Regions from separate parts of the Mus musculus genome. Here region 2 is linked to region 1. A link is a contact called in public HiChIP or PLAC-seq data. All regions are on one chromosome and are shown on one strand. The core of a region is the stretch at or near the end of the contact, and the rest is flanking DNA. Distances in the headings are between cores, read along the strand shown.

Region 1 (7,530 bases), core at 4,737-7,236:
GGGTGTACGCGATGGAGCTGGGTGTTGGGGAGTGATCACACCACAGCTGATCTGGGAGCACTTCGGGAGGCGAAGCGGAGCAGGGAAGGAAAGAGTGGAGTCAGTCCTACAGTGGCTGAGCGCTGAGTGACCGGGTCATCGGGATGTCCCGTGGGGTGGGAGGACGCGTAGGGCGGCGTCAACCTCCGGCCTGGGTTGTTCTGCTGTGGCCACAGGCGGACTTGTCCTGTGCGCGGGTCCCCTCTTGAAGATCGACCGAAGTCCTTCCTACGGCAGCTGTGGAGGGAACTCTGGGGGAATGATTTGCTCCGACTGCACTTTGAGAAGAAGACTTTTTCTCTTAAGAGCTTCTGAAGTTGAACGGTGTGGTTAGGGGGAGTCGTGGGCGTCCTCTGCTCGTTACCAGCGGCCTGGGACAGGCCGGAGAATTGTTAAGTGGGTTAGCGAGGCTGGGAGGAGGAAAAGTGAAAGCGGAACTGGATAAGGGAGGAAAGCGTACAGCTACTGAAAAGAGTGTTGGAAAAAACACACTGCAAAAAGCTTATTCTTTTACTCAGTCTTTCTTTGATCGGAAAAAAGTAAAACATACCTGACTTGGATTTTTTCCCCCTACCAATTAGAACCTGTTACACTTTCCCAAGTCCATAAAAGAACTGCAGAGATAAATTTAAATAAACAATGGCAATGGGGTATGTACAGTTGTGACACTTGGTTGCAACACCATTTAGTGACAGCTTTTATCTTGAGAAAAATAGGGATGTAACTATTAATCTCTTGTGCTGCTGCAGGAGATGGGGTCCCTAAGAAGGGAATAAGCCAAATAGAAAGTGCAGTTATGGAAACAGAAAATTGAGATCCATTTTAACACTCTGGTCTTGGGATTCTAGCACTGCACTCTACCCTAGCATTAACTTAGCAGGAATATCACCCGGCCTAGTCTCTGTGTGATTCTTAAGACAAAACAAAGGGCACGCAGTGTTTTCCCTTTAAGGAGCTACAAACAATTGCTGCACGCAGTAACTCCAATAGAAGTGGTCTTCATACTCTCTGGGAGGCAGGAACTGGATTTGGCCTCTTTCTAAGGTGCAGGTGTGTGATTTTTTTCCCCCCAGAGCTGGTGGGTATAAGAGACAGAAACCACAAAGGCAGTGTGTCCTGGTGCCCTGCCCGAGCATTTAAGCAGAGAATGGTGGACATATTGAGGTTGTGCTTCCAATGCTGGCAAAGCTGAGGGATGGATGGATCCTGTCTTCTACAAACCTACACACTTTGCACTCAGCCCCCTTCCTCGGTAAACTGGATGAAAAGCACTTTTATCCCTGAAGGCATAAATGGAGACTTCACTCTCTCTTCCAGGGTCGAAACCTCTGCCAAGGGTTAAATGACAAGCTTGTAGCCCACACTTCGTGAATATAACTTACCCAGAACAAGGGAGCATTTAGTGATGTCGTGAAAGTTGGTATCCTCTTTCAAAGAGATAATTTAAGAAGATGCATAACATAGAAGGAGGACCAGGAATGTTGGGGTTCAGTTGTGTTTGCCAAGGGGATTTGGGTGGAGGTGCAGTATGTTGTGTTATCTTAGACACATGAAGTCTGAACAATGTTATGGCCTTCATAAGCTCTCCTGCCTGAGAAATTAAAAATTGCTGCCACTTTCCCCTTGAGTCCATTTTGTAAACCATGAAAAGCTGAGTATAAATGAATGAAGGTGATAGACTGCTTTGCCCCTCTCCCCTACCCCAGTATTACATTCAGGGTTCCTATTCTGCCAGTTAAAGAGCCAGGGCTTATCACACTTAAAAATGTGGGGGAAAGGTTCAAACACAGGCAGATGGGAACTTAACTCTGGGCATTAGAAGGAAGGATTACAATCAATCAATTAGTCAATCAATCAGTCAATCAATCAATCAACAGGAGAGGAAAATACCTGTTGCAGACTGCAGCAAGCAATAGGAAACAGCCCAGCCTACAGTCCTGTCTGCTCCAGAGGCTGACACTCCATGGCCCTCAGCACCCAGTGCTATGGTTCCAAAGTTGGAAACCAGGGTTTTTAGTTGGATTGGAACCAGCCTTCCCCCACACAGCCCTCTCTGTAACCAGACATTACATCTTCAGTGGCAAAGATGTTTCTATGAAACCTTGCCTCTGGAAAAACGTTTTAACCTGGTGATATACTGCAGTGTCATTAAGTTGTCCTCCAGAAGGCTTGGGAGAGCTGTGTTTTCCTGAAGGGTTCAAGGACACAATTGACGGGGCAAGAGTGAGCTTCCTTAAGTTTTTGTGTGTGTGTGCCTTGAAGAGGGCATTTTTTATTTTTATTTTGGTTGGTCTTTGGTTTGGATTGATATCTGCTTTGTTTCGGTTTTGGTTTTTAACTGCTTGCAATACTTCAAATTCGTGCAACATTTTCCCTATGAGGAGACTGATAATCTTGCTCCATCACCCTAAGCCACCGAAGACAGGCTGCTGAGGTGGTGGACAATTAGATCGGGTTCCTGGAGTTGAGGAGACAGAAAGGTTAGGATTCAGGCCTCTCAAAAATCTCTAACAGGAAAAGAAGTAGCGCCAGGGAGCGCCTTTCCAAGTGCAGCTGTGCTTAACAGTTGATCTTCCTTTCAGGACAATTCCTAAAAGGCACTCAGTGAGCTTCAGCTTCCAGAGGATCAAGGGCTGGTCAGCAGTAGCTCTCCCTCCTTCCCCTAGCATTGCTCCAGATCTCAGCGGTCCAAGGCAACGTCCAGATCAGCTCCTGGGTCAGACAGAGGGCGGCGCCTAGCTGCCACCTCCTTCAGAAGCGGAGTGGGCGGTCATGACCTTGGCCTTAGCTTCTGTGCCTCCAGCTCCTTGCCTGGAGACGCCGCTAGCTCTTCTCTGGGTCTAAAGTGGGACATTCCCGTGTTCCGGATGGGTGAGGATGAGAGTGAGAGGCAGAACTGAATTTATACTCAAATTCTCCTTGAAGTTCTCCTCGGAATCTGTGAAAACCCGCAGCATCACAAAATCCCCACAAGGATGCTCTGAGGCTGAAGCTGAGCAATTTCCATTCACCGGGCAGCAGCGTCTGGTGTCAGGTCCTTAGGAATGAGGAAAATGGGTTTCTCACGTTGAATTCCCAAAAACCTACACTTAAAGTACAAGTATACTAGATTTCCTTACTAAAACTTATAGCTTCTTTAAGGGAAGAGTTGTGCTTCTGTGATAATGATGGGAAGTCCTGGGCTGCTCAAACAACAGGCCCAAAGGGCCAGAAGCAGGGCAAGCAGGCACGGTCTACTCTGTAGTTTTATTCATTTGTTTTGGAAACATTGTTAATGAGATTGACCAAGTGGAATTGTGGGCTCATGCTAGCAAGTTGGAAGGCATCATTTTTTTTTTCTCTCCAGACCCTTTCTGACTAAAAGGGAACTTAACCCTGGAGCATAAACTCCTGCAACTTTGAAGTCCTAGGGTCATCCATTCCATTTGGGGAGTTCTAGGCCTACCAGACCTAGGCTGTCACACACAGTCCCTGCTAAAGTAGTTAATGCACTGGGGCTTCGAAGTGCACAGGCAGAAAAAAGTGGGGCATTACTTTCCAACAAGGGTGACCTAAGCCTGCCAGTGCCTACCTTGTTCTGGAAACACCTAATCCCCACTTCCTCTATAAAGCTTAAAAGCAGCTTGCCTGCAATCCCAAACTGCAAACACAAGCACAATTGGCCCCTGAAGCATTCCGTTCCTGTGACCCTTCCCAAAGCCTTGCTCAAGGATGCACTCTGGGGATCCTTTAAAGGAGAGAGAAATTCAGGCTTTCCTCTTTTCCTTTAAACCAATAATGGCACAAAGGAGCACGTCAGGGATTTGGGTTTGCTTTGGCTTCATAATTCAGTGACAGAGATTGGGCCTAAGCTTGTAACAAGCGGTGCAGGAAAGAAAGCATCACAATAGGAAAAGCAGGAATTGGAGCTTTAGCAAGGTCTCTCCCAAGAAAACCTCGACTTCCTCCTATCTGGGCAGTGAGCATCTCCTGGACATATAGATAAAGTCAATATTGAATATTTACCTTGATCTGGTGAAGTAGGAAACTCTCCAGCTCATATGGTATTTGAGTTTTTGAGGAATATTCTGGCCTACTCTTAAAAATAATAAAGACTGCCGAGCTCCTCACCTTATGCTGACATCATAAAAAAAGATAGATTAACTGCTTAGGTGCCTTATTTGAAACCCAAGGGTCCTGCAAAGATCCAGCCATTCTGACCATTGCTTGTTCTATGTATACAGTAGTGTGTTAATAACCTCCAACATGCATGTACTTGTTTCTTACCCCTGCCTTGTGGGCTAAGCACTTTCATGAGATAACTCATTTTATTATAGCACCTCAGTGAATTGGTTGATGATATATCGCTACTGCTTCTATGAATTAGTTGCAGATAAATCCCTACTACAGAAATGCAGGAAACTGAGGCAAAACTAAACTATGTAATCTACCTGGGATTACTCAACTAACACACATCAACACTAGTAAAGGGTTTGGCCGTAGCCTTCACTACATCCAACAACAATCCTTGCATGCAACCCTGCTCTCCCTGAAGTTGTTTTCTGAAATAGTAGGCAGGGTGTAATTAATCCCATTAATTTGGCCAATCTAAACAGCCAACCTGGCACAAGAGTACTGCCCACTAAAACACTACACACTCTGAATTATCCAAGTAACTCTGTACATCCTATATATAGATTATTAATAAACAAAACTGAAATTTTCCACTCTACAAATCCTTTTGGATGATCTAGATAGTCTTTCTCAAAACAGAGAGCCATAGGACATGAGCATTCTCAAAGTACATTCATTCTGTGCTAGACACACTCAGAGCTAGTTCTCCACATTAAGAATTGAGACCCACTAGACACTTTAACTACCATCCTTTCTGCACAGAGACCACCTGAAGAATGTGTCCTCTCTCTTTAATAAACCTCACCACCTAGATGGAGCCCTGAAGTCACTGTGCAAAGAAAGATTATTTCCCTTCTGCATTTTTACAGAAGAGAAAAGAGAGGCCTTGGAAAGGGGAGACTTGTTCAGACCCAGACTTACACAGCATCCAGGACTTTGCTTCAGCTCACTGGGTTAGTCTTATGCCCACAAAGCTCATGCCCCTGAGACTAAAACACACTTTGAAAACAAAGTTTTAACAACTCCTCCTCCTCCTCCTCCTCCTCCTCCTCCTCCTCCTCCTCCTCCTCCTCCTCCTCCTCTTCCTTCTGTATCCAGATTATCTGTAAAAGAAAGTCTTACTGCTTTCTCCATTTCATATGTGTTCCTAGAATGTCTTCACCAGATGTTCACCCAGGAACTTTCCATTGCATTCTTCAACACTCAACTGCACTGAGAAACATCATTTTAGGTCTGACCTCAGTTAATGATACTCTTTTTTTCTTCTTTCTGCTTAAAAAAAAAAGAAAAGAAAAGAAGAGAGAGAGAGAGAGAGAGAGAGAGAGAGAGAAGTCTTACTCTGCCTACAGAAGAGCCAGTCTTTACAGACTGTTCCTTAACGCTGGATCCCCTCACATGATAGCTTTGTTCGGACCTTATTTTGCGCCAACTTGCATTATACGTCACTTGCCCACGCTGCAAACGATGAGGGTACTGGACTGGAGTGACAGGTTCTTTCGATTTTTTTCCCCTATATGCAAAGCTGAATCCTTCCACTTGATCCTGGCGCGCACGCGCGAGAGCACACACACACACACACACACACACACACACACACACACACACACACACACACACGTGTACTGTGCATGTGTGAGCGCCTATGGATCTGGGTGCGCGCACTTGTGATTTAAAGTGGCACAACGGAGGGTTGGACTGAAGCAGCAGTGAGTTATTTTGTGTGATAAATCAGCTTTATTGTCTCCAAGTCATACTTCCATTATTCACTGGAGCTGGACGGCGGCGGCGGACGTGCACTGCGGCAGAGCGCCCTGCAGCCCTGACTCCCGGCCACTGCGGCGGCGGAGCGGGGCGTGAGCTGCGATTGATTTTTCCAGATCGCGTCTCCTTCAGCATGGCTCGCCAAAGGGAATCCAGTTGACTGCGGGAGCTTTGCAGGATGCATGTGGATTGGGTTTAGTACCTGCACTTTAATTTTTTTTTTCTTTTGGGGGAGGAGCCGAGTTGTCGGTACTGGAAGGGAGATTTACTTTTTCCGTCTTAATTTTCTTTTACTCCCTTAAAGAAAGAAATAAAAGGAGAAAGAAAATGGCCACCAGGCCTTCTGAGTCCTGGGAAGGCCAAACCTTTGCAGACCAAAAGACCGTGCTGAGTAGGTGTGCCCCTCTTCCCCTCTCGCTGCCTTCTTGGCAGCTCAGTCGCGGAGAGAACCGGGCTTCCGCACTTGTGCGGAGCGTTTGTCCTCATTCGATTTATTCTGGCAAGTAGTTGCCATTTTTTCCCCTTTAGGAGTGATCCTTCTGTCTGGCTTTTGAAATAAAAATGTGCCCAGAATAGGCTTCGTCTGACTTCTGCTTAACAACCACTAGATGCGGAGAAGCGCGCTGAGGCAAACTCCTCACCAGATCTGGGGACAGCACTTAGTGGAGCAAGAGTGAGAGGGCTAATTAACTAATTACTAGCTGTGTCCTGAGGGCTGTGAATTCTTAAGCACATCCATTTAGAACACTGCTTTCACTTACTATTCCCCGATGTTCTCAACAGCCAAGCACAGGGTCACCCCAGCCTGATCATTTACATTTTAAAAGTGGGATCCCAACCACTTGGGGGACAGCTTTGACTCCCTATTTTAGATTCAGGACAAAACCTGCGTGGATTTTTCAGGCATGAGAAAAACGTTTCCAGTCCTGCAGAGTTACCCTTAATGTCCTGACTGGAGGTTTCTGCCACTTTTCCTGAAGCTACCTCCGGAGCAATGTCATTTGTCAAATTGGGAAGATAATTGTAGTGTGGATGTGTAGATGTGTAAGTAATGTCACGGATTGTATAATAACAACTTAAGCAACATGTCTCTGTTTAGACTGATGGAATTTTCCTGAAGTTTGTTTGTAGTTTGAAAGGGTTTAAGTGCCATGCAGACTACAAATGAGCGGCTTTGCACTGAGGAAGCCTGTCTGACCCAGCACTCTCTCTGGCACTGGCTCTCCAGGCCCACCTTAACATGCAGCCCCAACACATAGGTATAGAGGCTTAGAAATCTTGTTTTCCCTCACAGTGAGAGGAGACCCTGGGAAAGAGGAGGCCAAGCTGATGGCTCTCATTTACTTGACAAAGTCAGTTGGATTTCTCGGTAGCTAATACCTCTGTTTAAGGGGACTTGGGAAGGCAAATGAAACAATTCAACTGGTACTCAAGTCAAATACACAAGGGAACGGGAACGTGTGCTGGGGGGAGGTCTGAATATATAAAGAGTGTTAATAATCATTTTACAAAGCTATGCCCAGTAGAGCAATCTCTTCATTACAACCAAAATAGAGCTTTCTAACAAACAGCATGGTGGAAATAATACACATGAGTCTAATGATAATAAAAGAAATA
Region 2 (7,593 bases), core at 1,556-4,055, 220 kb after region 1:
TTACTCCCAGCAAATCTTACCTGTATTTGCTGACACTAAAAGGAGGCATCAGTATCTGCCTTCTTAATATGCTAGAGTGAAGAGTCTACCAAGTATAGAATTTAGATCTCTGACAAGTTATTTCTCAGATTAAAAAAAGGTTTGAGTAGTAATTATAGATGATAGATAGATAGATAGATAGATAGATAGATAGATAGATAGAGCATATTTTCCTTTTCATACGTTTTGCTGATTGTACCAAGTTCTTTCACCTCACCTTCTCATAAATGTCTTCAAGTGTGCTCGCATAAAGGCTCACAAGAGTAGCTATGCCAAGCCATTTGAAAGGCAGTGTTCTTGCTCTATGATTTCTTCTGTGGACACTCCCTAGCCATCTTACACGATGACGCAAGTTGGTAGAGCAGCCTTCCTTGGTTAAATGGCTCATTTATTTCACTGGCCTGATGAAAGCTCTGTGAACCACAATGAATCACAACAATTATCAATTTAATTCTTTTTTTACCCCATATTCATTTAAAAGGCTTGCTCTATAAATATAAAGCCCATAGATAAAAGGTTTCTCTAAAAATCACTCTCTTTTCAAGATGTTTTCATTAGTTGGTATTCATTTAAGTGGGTTCTACTCTGCATACCATTAAAGATGTGTGTAAATGTTTTTATTGGTCTCTTCCCTGTCTTCCACTTTTATATTTCCTCTATAAGAGGCAATGCCATTAACCTTAGCAGTGCTGAGTGTGATCGCTTTTCGATCAGCCCCATCATTGCAAACCACTGATCCATAGCTTACATTACTTAAACCACTGGTTCCTAAACAGAAAAATAGCTCCATTACCTACATGGAATGGAGATAGGCTGACTGGAAAATCCTTTCACAAAGAAGACTGATCACAGAGCTCATGAGCTCCTTTGGGAACAGCCCTTTCTTGGATATAAATGCTGCAGTAGTAGTACCTGGGTTTCTTCTTTTAACTCTACATAAATCTTTTATTAAAGACACATACGTGGGTGCCACTGAGCTGTTTTGGATGTAGATTGAGTCTTTAAGAGCCATCCTTTCCCCACAGGCAGTGGGCAGATATAGACCTAATAATAATGCAGGGGAAATACACTAATTCAGGGGAGACAGACAAGATGCTCTGAGGATGCAGAAGGTAAAGTGCTTCAGCTCAGACTTCAGATACAGAAAAGTGAGAGTTCAGTGACCTAGAAGGAGGTGGAGGAGCCAAGAGAAAGAATCATGTTTCACATTAATAAAATAGCACCACTGAGGTCTGGAAGTTCATGATAATGAGTTGTGCAGAGGAGACCAAGCCCAGTCTAAGAAGGCATGGCGGCCATAGGACAGGGCTCATGTTTTTGTCTTGTCTCCTGAGTGTCTGCTTGCAGCACAGCTAGTCTCAGGTGGATGGACTCGAACCCATTTGTGCCCCAGTTATAGCCTCTTCTTGTCATTCAGTCACAACATTGGTAGAAAGGGCCTTAGATCAGGAGTCTGAAACCTGGCCTTCATGCCTGGGTCAGCCACATCTAGCTATGATACTGGGGAAGCAAATTGTCTTTTCTAATCCATGGTGACTCTTCCATAGTTGTAGACAGAAAAACGGTGCCAATCACATAGCTGTCAAGCATTCTAAATTTAATAACACCAAAAAAAGTTTCCAGCATATAGCTAGTGCTTAAAAACAATAAATAATTACAAAAAAAGAGAAGAAGAAACAGCTGGGGCTTTGGAGATGCCTTATTCCATACTTAAGCATGGGGAACTCAGGTTGCACCCCAAGCTCCCACCTAAAGGACAGGTTTAATGATGCATGACTGTAGCTCCAGCGCTCTAGTCTCTGGAAGCTACTGAACAGCTGCTCTAACCAAATTAGTGAGCTCCAGGAATGGTGAGAGCATGTGTCTCCAAAAATAAGGTGAACAGTCATGCATGTGAGCCTGTGTGCATACATATACCATGCGCATATACATGTACATACATGCAAATGGACATATTTTGATACCTAAGTACCATCTGAAATAAATTAATTTTAATTATTGACTTGAAGGTTCTTTTTGCCATCTCTCGAAGATAATTTTTAATCCCTGGAGCCTACCAGATGGAAGGAGAGAACCAGTTTGCCAAAGTTGTCCTCTGACCTCCACAAGTGCACCATACCATGCACCCCTGTGCTCTCCTGGACACATGTATAACTAAATGTAATAATAAAGTGACGTAATTATCCATCCTGTTGTTAGGATGGCAGAGCACTCTGCACTGCTTAGCATTTGCTCCATGGCAGCCAGTAAGCTTGTAGAAGCTCACAGGCAGTGGTTCTTTTTGACTTAGTGTAGCTGCTAAAGCCTCTCTCAATTGTTGATGCTATAAAAACTAAAGAGTCTAATGTTTCCTCAAGTCACTGTAGTGACAGTGACAGTGGTCTTGATCTTCACACTGGTTCATATTTTTACCTCCCTTTCCCATCTTTTGAACTTTCTTTTGATGTTTGTGAAGACTCACATGTCTGAAAACTTAGTCTATCTTCAAATATGAGACAAGAATGTTAACCAATGTTTGCCAAAAAAAAAAAAGTCACTACCTCTTTAAATTTTTTACTTAATTTAATCTCGGTGCCTCTAAAAGAAAAGCTTTCACTTAAAGTCCAGCCTTTCAGAAAAGCATTCTTGTTCATGGGAAATCTTAATGGAGAAAACTGTAGATAATGAATTTAAGGAAAATATCTGGCAACACAGGCTTATGCAAGTCTGAAGTGCCTGGTGAAATCTCAGACAGTCCAAATGGAAAATTACTCAGCCTGTTTCCTCAAGATAGACTTGTTTGTACAGCGACTCAAAGTTTAGGTGGCAGAACGGTAGATACACATGCTGTTCTTATGAGCTGTGTTTTTAACCTCCTCTTAGTTTGGAACGTAAGCTGGTTAATGTCTTCATTTGTGCTTCCTGGATTATGAGAATGGTGCAGTTCTATTGGACTCAGAAAGTCGAGAGCCTCCCCGAAGAATCTCTCTTACCCCTTAGACTTTAAGTATTGCCTCATAGGAAGAGTGCTCTTAAAGAAAATATTGAGTCTCGTCCTTTTAAGATCAAAGCTTTCAAACATTTTAGGATTCCCATGTAGCTCCAAACTGAGCAGAGTACACATCAGGTCTCTGAGGCTGCAAAACCCTCTGGTCTGAAGAAGCAAAAAGCAAATGAATTAAGAATAGGAGTTCATACATTGCAGGGAGGCTGCGGATATAGCTCAGTGGAAGAGTGCTTACTTAAATGTTTTTGGTCTTGGGCTCAGTCTCCAGCAACACACACACACGTGCATGTGGGCACATACACACATGCACACACCTACCTACCTACCTTTATTTCCACAGTTGTGAACCCACTTACTGATGAGATACAATTCATCCTTAAGACCATATTTTATATACTGTGGACAATAGCCATAATATATACAATTTATGTTGTACTTTTGGTTTCCCCTGAGTATAACAAGTTAATATTCAAACATGCTACTTAAAATAGATAAGATTTATATTGTAATTTTGTGTTCTTCTGAGGATAACAAGTTGATATTTAAACATACTACATCACTTATGTGTAAGAATTAACCGTATGTAATTTTTTAAAATTGACACAAGTCTGAAAGTTTTAAGAACATGGCCATTTACAAATTAGATTCCAAAAGTACTCATTGATTAATAAGAATAATAGAAAATGCCTTAAAACTTGACCATTTCTGAATGTATACTGTCAGAGAGTCATTGAATCCATTAAGACTATTTTGTATAATGAGCAATCCAGTGCTTTCTCATGAAGGTGTATTACTAAAATAGCTTTTCTAATCAATCTTACATACACACAGAAGATAGAACACATACAATATATATGTATATACATATATCTTGCATATTCTAAATATATGTATATGCTCCAATCTTCACTTTTGCAAAGATCAGTGGCTCACAAATCTATGTAGAGTAAAATGGGAAACGAGGTAAAACAAAAATTGACAAACTAATTTAAGTAGATGAGTAAAATCAGAGAAGGCGCTGGAACAAAAACCTCTGCTATGTAGTACATGATTAATTACATTAAGCTATACGTTTGGTTCTGAATTTCCTGGCAGCCAAAGGAAAAAGAGAAACATACATGATTAATTATGTGCTTCTATTACCCGTGAGAAAATAAACACCAGTACATCAGGGACGGAAGCTTTCGCTGGCACTCCATTCCAGTACGAATTTCTCATGGGACTCTGGCACAAAGACACTGAGGGCTATAGGAGCAGTCCATGCTTCTGCGGTAGATGCAGGAGTCTGGGTGAGGGTGCTTCTCTTGAGGCCTACAAACTGGGCACTCAGAAACAAATGAGATCAACTCACTACCCGTGATCCTGGGCAAATCACAAAAATATCTTGCTTCTAATCCATCAAGTAACTTATAAAATTAGCAAAGGTATATGGGCCTCATTGGGGGGGTGCCATAGTCTTCAGAGATTCTAAATATTTCTTAGAGCTAGATCTTAAAGTCAGCACCTGCTTCTTTAAGAAGGGCTACTTCCTAGGAACTGAATCCGTGCTGGCCTCATCTGCTCGCAACAAGTGCTCCGTAAAGACTTAAAGACTCTTACCAGGGCCGGACAGGCCTGTGTCCCATGACTGCTTGAAGCCTGTTACAGAATTCCCTCTGGAATCTTCAAGTTGCTTGAGGACCCCTCCATCAGAGGAGGATGCCTACTGTCCACAAGAAGATGAGATTTAGAAGGCAGAGCCTTTCGAGAGTGGGGGGGGGGATACTGTTTTAATCCCCCACCCCCAAATAAGTGACATCAGAGCTTCATCTGCAGGCAGCTTTTGGTTAGTTGGTTGGTTTGTTGTTGTTGTTGATGTTGTTGTTTTGAGACAGGGTCTCCCCATGTAACTCTGGCTGTTCTGGAACTTACCCTGTAGACCTGGCTGACCTCAAACTCACAGAGATAGAGGCATGTGTAACGATGCTCAGCTGAGCTTTGGGGTCTTGAAGGAGAGCAGAAGCCTAGACATTATCCTCACCAGGTCTTTCCAAAGGTACTAACATGTGCTTGGGAAGCTGGCTCTCAGCCACTGTTGACCTGGGGACCTTTCTTTCCTTTGAGTCTCATTAGCATTCCTCTGAGGAAGGACTTTTCTCACACGTGGCATAACTTGGATGCATTATAGCTGCTTAGAACTAAAAAATGGTTTTGATGTAGGAGGAAGGACAACAATGATGATAAGGTGGGGAAGTGTGTGTTTGACAATTGCAGTATACCTATGCAATGAGTAGAGGCATTCATTTGCCCTCATCACGTAAGGCAGAGGAGTGCGGTCCGGCACCTGAATCCTCACCCAGTCCCATATGCTCTCAATAAATACCCTAGGAAAAAACTTTCCTCGTAGCAGAGGCCATATGGAATAATGATGTCGACAAATTGGTGAGCTATTTCTTATGTGACACTGTTAGGCACAGTAGTATGAAGAGCATTGAGTTCTCCAAATGCTTAATTTATAGCTACAGCTATTATTTCAGTGTACAGCGTCAGATTTATTTCATCAGAGAGAGCAATTGGGAGGCTCCAGGACAGGGACTAAGTGGGAATCGGCAGCAATGCCGGGTGAAAGTGTTGTTTCTAAGAATCTTGTTTGTATGGAAACCCCCTTTGACTAATGACAGAAAAGAAAACATGTGGTGTGCCTTGAGTAAGGCAGTCCTTGACAGGATGTTTGAGTTTTTGTGTTTAGTCTTCCCCCATAGTAACAATTATAATGGATGCATCAAAAACTAAAGCCTGCAGACCTTGTGACCCGTCTTGTAATCAGTGCAAGTCGGTTTAGGGCAGGGAAGCCCAGCTGCATATTAGTTTTATTAGCTGTTCCCAAACATTTTATTGCGAGATTGTGGGGGAAAGCATCAACATTCTTAACTTTCCAATATGTTTCCTATTCAATATGTATTTTACTTGGGGAGTATAACTAAGCAATATGTTTATAATTTCTTTGTTTTTAATTCATCAAAATACTGCCTTTTGGGAAAATGATTTCAGCATAGGGGAAGATCTCTTGTTCTAACAACCTGTTCGTCAAAAGAAGTATGTCTTTCCTGCTCCTTCCAAGGCATATAAAACTACAGTGCCTTTAAAGGTTCAAATCTTCACTCTTCATTTGTTTTTAATGATATTGAAATTATTTTTCCCTATTCTGATGGTTATATTTTATACTATTAACTGAATAGCTAAATGAGCTGTGTCTGGCTTTTATCTCTCATAATCATTTCTTTTATTGATGAAGAAACTGAGGCCCAGAAAGATTAAACACCTTACACAGTCCAAATGGCTTCTAAGTGGTAGAAACTTTGAGCAGACATTCCTTAAACACCTGTTTTGTGCACATAGCTTTCTAGCTTTACAGGATTTTCTTAAACTCTGCCCTTTATAGAACATACATTCTAGTTGCTTGATACAGAAGATTAAATCACAAATACAAAAGAGCAAGTAGTGATCAATTCTGTAGAGAAAAATTGCAAAAGAAAGAACAGCAGTGTGACTAGGGTTTCTGTTCAAAAGAATCAGGTATCAATGTCTCTCTCAGAAGTTGATATTTTAACAAAATCCTGAAGGCATTGATGGAGTGGGGCTGGCTGATGTCTGAGGGAAGACTAGTGCAGGACTAAAGGTAGAAACAGAGGAGGAGGAGGAGGAGGAGGAGGAGGAGGAGAAAGAGGGGGAGGAGAAAAAGGGGGAGGAGAAAGAGGAGGAAGAGAAGAAAGAGGAGGAGGAGAAAGAAGAAGAGGAGAAGAAAAAGGAAGAGGAGAAAGAGGAGGAGGAAGAGAAAGAGGAGGAGAAGAAAAGGAAGGAAGAGAAAGAGGAGGGGGAAGAGAAAGAGGAGGAGAAGAAAAAGAAGGAGGAGAAAGAGGAGGAGGAAGAGGAAGAAGAGGAGAAGAAAAGAAGGAGGAGAAAGAGGACGAGGAAGAGGTGGGTGAGCCAGGAAATGGGAACCTAGTGGGTCAGCTCAGACTAAAGCAGGATCCAAAGGGCTTGGAAGATTTGTGGAATCCTATTGTCGAACACGAGCCCCCAGCTTCCAAGTCAGAAGTGCCATCATTGCTGTGAATGTTCCAAGAATCTCGGGTTACACCATAGAAACTGATATGAGACCAGCTTGTACCCTCAATGGCACAGATGCCATTTGCAGGATTTGAACCTAGAAGAAACAGGCTTTCTTGCTGCTAGAAATAGACTGTGGCGATAGAGCATCAACTTTCAATTTTATCTCTGTGCTGTGTTTATTTGACAAAAGCATAGGGGCTATATGAGCAAATGTGTAGTATATGTAATGTCCTGAGTTTGATTCCCACCACCACCACAACACATACATACATACATACATACATACATACATACATACATACATACATACAGAGACAGAGAGACAGAGACCGAAATTAAGCGTCAGCTGTGTTAATCTAAAATCCCAGTGGTTAGCCCTTCCTTTTTAAAGGAGATTCTAGCTTGAGGAAACTATGGAAAACAAGAGGAGTTCCGAGTCACGACGTTCTCTTTGCTAAGGAACCATAAGGACCTAC

The links. HiChIP or PLAC-seq counts read pairs in DNA pulled down with a chosen protein or histone mark.
Region 2: a contact with region 1 is called in an HNF4G HiChIP or PLAC-seq map of pancreatic cancer cells. The contact joins two enhancer-like sites. A contact is called at or near these places in 2 of 15 datasets of contacts at CTCF or cohesin (large pre-B cells and pro-B cells), 3 of 484 Hi-C or Micro-C datasets (embryonic fibroblasts, muscle stem cells and olfactory sensory neurons), 11 of 115 datasets of contacts at active chromatin or transcription factors (bone marrow-derived macrophages, embryonic midbrain, heart atrium and 7 more) and 1 of 9 other capture datasets (embryonic stem cells).

The regions. Positions count from the first base shown.
Region 1 is chr4:97,751,730-97,759,259 of GRCm38.p6, forward strand. Gm38709 (a long non-coding RNA gene) reads right to left here. Exons shown (of 5, transcript XR_003955232.1): 4 at 4,045-7,530; 5 at 1-3,076. It also overlaps a transcript of Nfia not described here. Among named protein-coding and RNA genes, the nearest start is that of Gm38709, 22 kb to the right of the region's middle. Within about 2 kb of position 5,987, at least 230 of the 459 cell types and tissues checked have an H3K27ac peak or open chromatin away from gene starts, as enhancers often do. A contact at or near this core is called in embryonic fibroblasts, heart atrium, muscle stem cells and 1 more, where this site is marked.
Region 2 is chr4:97,971,441-97,979,033 of GRCm38.p6, forward strand. The region is part of intron 3 of Nfia (nuclear factor I/A); the gene reads left to right. Among named protein-coding and RNA genes, the nearest start is that of Gm40208, 37 kb to the left of the region's middle. Within about 2 kb of position 2,806, at least 26 of the 459 cell types and tissues checked have an H3K27ac peak or open chromatin away from gene starts, as enhancers often do. A contact at or near this core is called in embryonic fibroblasts, heart atrium, muscle stem cells and 1 more, where this site is marked.